2 separate regions of the Capsicum annuum genome follow, and region 1 is linked to region 2. Evidence: chromatin contacts called from public Hi-C data. All regions are on one chromosome and are shown on one strand. Each heading gives the region's core, a stretch centred on a gene start, on an enhancer-like site or on the middle of the called end of the contact. The rest is flanking DNA. Distances are from core to core; before and after follow the strand shown.

Region 1 (3,129 bases), core at 328-2,827, 66 kb before region 2:
TTTTTTCATCTTCAGTGTCCTCTTTGAGTTTTCTTCTTTCGGATGACGTAACCATTTCACCATCTTTATTCTTTAGTAGAGCAATCCTCTGGTCAAGATTCAACCTCTTAGACTTCTTTCTACGATTCTTGACCACATTATTAGCAACCTCTCTCTTTGCTTCCTCATCACCTTCTACAATCCTCTTCCTCGTCCTTGGCCTTCTCTTCACCAAACGATCCTTAACTTCGGTATTGGAGCTAGCAGTTTCCAGACTGCGCTTGTAGATACTTTCAAGTTTGGCAGCAGCTTCACTGTAATCTAATTCTGACGTGCTCGGAAAGGCTTCCATTGAAACAGCATGAACTCTCTCGGGACGTTTAGATACTCGTCTTGACCTCTTTTCATTTTCTTTAGACGTTTCTATAGGCAAGGATATGGATTCCTTAGGTGCAACTAAAGTTGTATTCTTTGTTTTATCTTTCTTAAACGATACAATTACTGGCCTTTTAAGCGGACATAAACGAGCTGCAAACCTTGTGCTCAATCCCAATGGACTTCGAGAAGCAGAGCTAGAAACAGTCACAACTCCCATGCCAAGTTGTGCTATCAAAATTTTTCTCAATGAACAAAAGAGCTTCTCACAAACTATTCACCTGCCAAATCCAATATACATGCACTATGAATTATGATACATAAAACAAAACTAATCTCAACTTGAAGACAAATGGTTAAGGAAATTCCCTAAAGGCATGAACTATTTTCTTCTATTTTCCTGTTTGTTTTCTGACGAAGCTTCAGTACAAAGAATCAACAAATTAAAGTTAATTACTCATAATTCAACAGCTATTGGCCAGAACTTTGCAATTCTGAGATTCTGTTCACTGAATATCTTAAGCAAGTTTGATTTCGAGAGTTACACAACTATTCGATCACAATCATATTATTTTCTAAAACAATTTCATTGAGTAAACATCTCGAAAGGTCACTCAACTGTAAGAATTTATCTAGCAAAGTTACTGAATGTTGTTTTATATCAATAAAACCACTCAACTTAGTCCGTTGTATCAATTAAATCATTCAACTTAAGACTTTACTTGATAAATCCTCAAAATTGAGTGAACTTTGAGATATGAACTCAAATTTTGTTTCCTCATTTTCGACGAAAAAAGCATTCCGGTATACTAAGCTCCCGTTATTTTCAAGTTTGGAAAAAGCCGGACCACAAGAGTCTATTGTATCCGTTCTTTTCTATAGATTAAACCCATGACCTCCGGATAACGTGATAACAACACTATTAATTATGTTCAGTTCAAGCAAACCGGAATGAAGTAAATCAAAAATACTTACTTTCAACAAACTAATTAGACAGTTATAGTACACATAAATGATAAATCAGAAAACAACGTATAGTACCTGAAAATATCACAGAATAAATTAATCTTAGCCAACGGTATATGAAGATTCTGGTAACCAAAACTGATCGGAGCTAAACTTTTTTCTACGACGAAAAGAAAAATGATCGAAGTGGAAATTTGAGAGGCTCAAAATGTACGTGTGGTAGTTAATAACAAAATATTATTTTCTAATTAACAATATATACACATTCGAATTTCGGTGTCCACAAGCTCTTTTTTCTAACCATCCAACGGCCAAGATTTCTAAGTTAGAAAGATCGACGGTCAGAATTTATAATCCACGTGGATAGAATAGGAGAAGAGGATGACGTGGACAGCAGTAGAGTGACTACGTGGCAAGTTGAGAGTGGAAGCAGAGATATTTTTGAGTAAATTTATGGATGTGGTTACTGACACGAGGTGTGCTTTTTAATTTTTTGTATAAAAATAAAAAATGATCACGAAATTAAAGTGGACCTACTGATGAAGTGGTGTGTAGAATCTTACGTTGCTTATTTTGTGCCATTTGAATTTTGTAATTTTCTAATTTATGTTTATTGGGGTTTATTATTATTAATAATAATATTAATTGTCTGCCTCATAATTTTACAAGTGTGAATCTTACTATTATTGTTAGGATAAATAAATTTGAATATTTCAAAGTCCAAGCTAATCACTAGTCTTCAATGCCAGAAAAAAATTATTTTGACTGTTTTCTTATCATGTATAATTGTGCATATTCCATCATTTGGTTGATGGGATAAGAATAATAATCACAAAATATTATGTTATTATTTTATTTTATTATTTTTGTGTAAATAATTGAATAAGTTATCTCATATCAAAAATAAAATAAAATAATTTTATAAAATATCTTTATTTATTTCATTTCACCAACCAAACAACTCCTAAGTTTACTACGTCTACATAGTAGACAAAAGAAAGATGTTGTTCATGGCTAAATAGTTTTCTATTTTTTGTGTAAAATCATTTTTATATGAAATGTATTTAATTGGATGCCCAATGAAAAAACTTATAACACAAAATTTTTCAGTTGAAAACAAAAAATTGCCCAAAAAAATTATTGATATGGATTAATGCAAACCACATATATAACACAGAGTCAAGTTTGTTTCGATTAAGTTTTATCTATACACAACAATCATAAGATTTTTATCTTATCATATTATTTAAGTCTAGAATTTTATATCTAGAGCATAGATAACTTTTAGTATTTTGGTCCAATATGGTTCAAAGGAGAATTTGGATGAGTCCTACTCTAATATGTTAGTCTAAAAAACTATCCTCTCATTAACTACTATGTGGAATTTCAGCGTCATCACACAAGCACACCCAAACATTATCTAATGTCCTCAACAATCTATTTGGTTGGCCTAAGTGACTAATTTAGAATTTTTGGAACATGGGTGCATCACTAAAAAAGAAGAAAAAATATATTTAGTTAAAATTGGTTCCTAATCCTCTTAGTAAATAACTCAATCTTCAACCAAATGTACCATTTGTTATTATCGTAGCACAGGTGCCAACAAATAATATAAATAGAAAATATGTAGTTTTATGAAGAGATCAATATTTCACATACCCCAAGTTTAGTACATAAATCTGTCTATGATTTGTGCTACATTAGAGGTGATTCAACTCTGATAACATATTAAGAAATGAACAGTTTTATGTGACAAAAATAAAAATATAACTTTTGTGTGATAAATTGATTGAATAACTTCTAGGAGAA
Region 2 (2,962 bases), core at 455-2,954:
TTAAGGCACTTAGGAGCATCTGCTAAAAACAGTTTATCAAAAAGAACTAATTTGACTAACTAAAAGTGGTTAATTTTCACAGACTTAATTTTATAGAAAATATTAAAATCGTTTATTTTAAAAGGCACTTATTCATTCAACTAAAAATATTCTTTTTGAATTAAAGGAGGATCCGTTTAAATGAAGTTGCAAGTTTTAAATTTAAGAGGGAAATAAATTTATGCTTTTGTAAAATAAGAAGATTATAGAATTATTTTTTTATTATTAATTATTATAGAAAAGTCGATTATGTAATAGATAATACCTTTGAAAAAATATTAAGAGAGTATTAAATTAAAAATGTTTCGCTAATTTTTGAGAATTTGATTTTCAAAACAAATTAGCTTCTAAATTTGAAGATTAATTTCTTAAGTTTGGAGAAAATTATTTTAATCCAAATAAACTATTATGTCATCCTAAAATAAAATACTCACCTTTAGAAGACTTGTTTTAAGGAGAAAATCGAAGGAACCAATTAATCTGTTTTAGATAATATAAAATTATGTGAGAAAATTATGAATTAAGTAAAAGAAAACTAAGATAAAATAAAATGATAACACCTTAAGGAATTTACCTAGATTAATTGATTAAAATGTTACTCCCTCCGTCTCAAATTATTCGTCCTAAATTGAGATGGTACATTGATTAAGAAAAATAATTAATAACATGGCTAGTTTATCATAGTACCCATATTAAATGATGTTTACATTTTAATTTAAAGAAAAAGTAATTAATGCAAAGGGTAAAACATAGAAAAAAAAAACTTGTCTCTTCTTCACTAATGAAAAAAGACAAGTAAAATGAGAAATCAAATTAGGAAATTTGGGAAGGTTAATACAAATAAACAATACAAGCCACCAAAAATAAGGTTAAATTATACAAATCTCATATTTAATAGACTATATTACCCAATATCCCTTACTTTTTAAAATGTACATAAAATTTCGATCTTCAATTTTACTCTTGATACATATCAACAAAACCTCACATCCTATTTTTACTCCACCATTAACTCATTCAAACTATTTTTTTTTAAAGATTTTCTTCCATAAAATCTCCCTAATTATCATCAATTAAGTATCTTCCTTCCTGATTTTTTCTCCTCCTTTAACACATGCAACTTTTTTTTTTCCAATATTTCCTCTCCTAAAATCTCTGCCAATTTTTTTAAAATAAATTGATTGATACATATATAAATTTATTTAGTTATTCATTCATGTTTATTCTTTTAATGGTGATTCATATGAATGATAAATATGATATCATTATATGGGTATTATGGTGATTCATACGATAAATACAGCTTGTATGATTTTAATAGATGATACATATGATATTAATGGATGATACATATGGTATATGTTGATTCATATGGTAGATACAATTATTTATTTCAATTATTGGGTGATTCATATGATATTAATAGGTGATACATATGGTATTATGGTGATTCATATGGTAGATATAATTATTTATTTCGATTATTAGGTGATTCATATATTATTAATGGGTGATACATTTTATTCACACTGTATCAAAAAATGAAGCAGCCATTTCCATCATCGGAGCTCACTGTTTCGGTGAACCAACACCGATCCACTAAAAAACGATCCACTCACCACCGAAAATTCCCATAACAACTTACCAACCGAAACACCACTCTTTCGTACCAACCGAAAAAAGCAGAGCGCAAAAAACAAAAAAGAAGAAAAAAATACAAAAATCTTGTATGAACCATCTTTCAGGTGACCTCTGTACATCTGAATTTGAAAATACAGTAAGTTTATGAGCCTTTGTCCTTCATACTTTGCTAACTCAGTCATATAATATATGTAGTTTACTGTACTAGTTGTTACATTCCGGCACCGGATCTGAGTTTTTCGGTACGGAATGATCGGAGTCGACGAGGACGAGAGGAGGAGCAGGACTCAGAATAAACGAGGATTAGCGTATTGAAATTTTTTTTGAATCTAATTAATTCATTGTGTAACTGATTGTGCGTAATTTGCTCCACAAAATAAAAGAGAATTTGTTACTTCCTTAAATAAATATCCAGTCAGTTTCAAATGTATCACTTTTTTATATGTATCACCGTATAACAAATGTATCACCATTTCAAAAAATCGGGATAAAATATAATTAACAAAATAGTCGAGATTTTATATAATATCACTTATAGATTCAGGAATTTATGTAAGTTACCCAAAAAATAATATAAGAATTAAAATTGGGCCCTAAATTAGCCCATCAATAAAGTTGTCCAGCTTTTGGGCTTTAATTCATGGACTTCAGTCCATTTTTATCCATGTATACCAATTGTATATCACAGCTTTGCCTTGCTACGTTTTACTGTATATATGCAGTATATCAGTGTATAAATCCATATACTTGCTTCCATCTTTGTTATGCACCACGCATAAGCATACACCAGCCGCTCTTGACCGGTACGACCCGTATATATGCGTATATCAGTGTATACCAACAGCTATATTAATCCATTTTCTTCATGCATTAGTCCATTTCGGACATTTGTTGCGGCTTTTGAATCTAAGATGATGTAGGCCTCTTTGGAGCATTCGGAAATGCGAAAAATGGAGTCCAATGGACTTAAATGAATTTCACATGCCAAATAAACAAAAATAAAACTAGTATTTAGATGGATAATAATCACTTTAGTACGTAGGAAGTTAACAGAATGCAAGATTGCCTATGTAAATAATGTTAACATGATCTCACACATTTAAAACATACCTGCCCGATAACTGTAGAAAGACCTCTAAAATTGTTAAGAGAAAGAAATCTATTCTAATGTAATTAAAGAATGATAAAGATTAGTATATGTTATTAAACTCACAGCATTCATCAAAATAATAGTATGAGGGTGGAGGTATAAAAATGTACAAAATAAACCTAAGCAAGTGAA

What was found. A called contact is a pair of places that touch in the nucleus more often than the background predicts.
Region 1: a Hi-C map of leaf shows a contact between it and region 2, with 2.8 times the contacts expected there. The contact joins the promoter of LOC107863162 here to the enhancer-like site in region 2. A contact is called at or near these places in 2 of 5 Hi-C or Micro-C datasets (leaf and placenta).

Annotation. Positions count from the first base shown.
Region 1 is chr3:226,848,542-226,851,670 of UCD10Xv1.1, reverse strand. It overlaps LOC107863162 (RNA polymerase sigma factor sigE, chloroplastic/mitochondrial), which reads right to left and starts at 1,577. Exons shown (of 6, transcript XM_016708968.2): 1 at 1,396-1,577; 2 at 1-635. The coding sequence starts at 574.
Region 2 is chr3:226,782,818-226,785,779 of UCD10Xv1.1, reverse strand. It overlaps LOC124897080 (a long non-coding RNA gene), which reads right to left. Exons shown (of 2, transcript XR_007053664.1): 2 at 2,178-2,645. Among protein-coding and RNA genes, the nearest start is that of LOC124897080, 2.8 kb to the right of the region's middle. Within about 2 kb of position 1,704, at least 2 of the 5 cell types and tissues checked have an H3K27ac peak or open chromatin away from gene starts, as enhancers often do. A contact at or near this core is called in leaf, where this site is marked.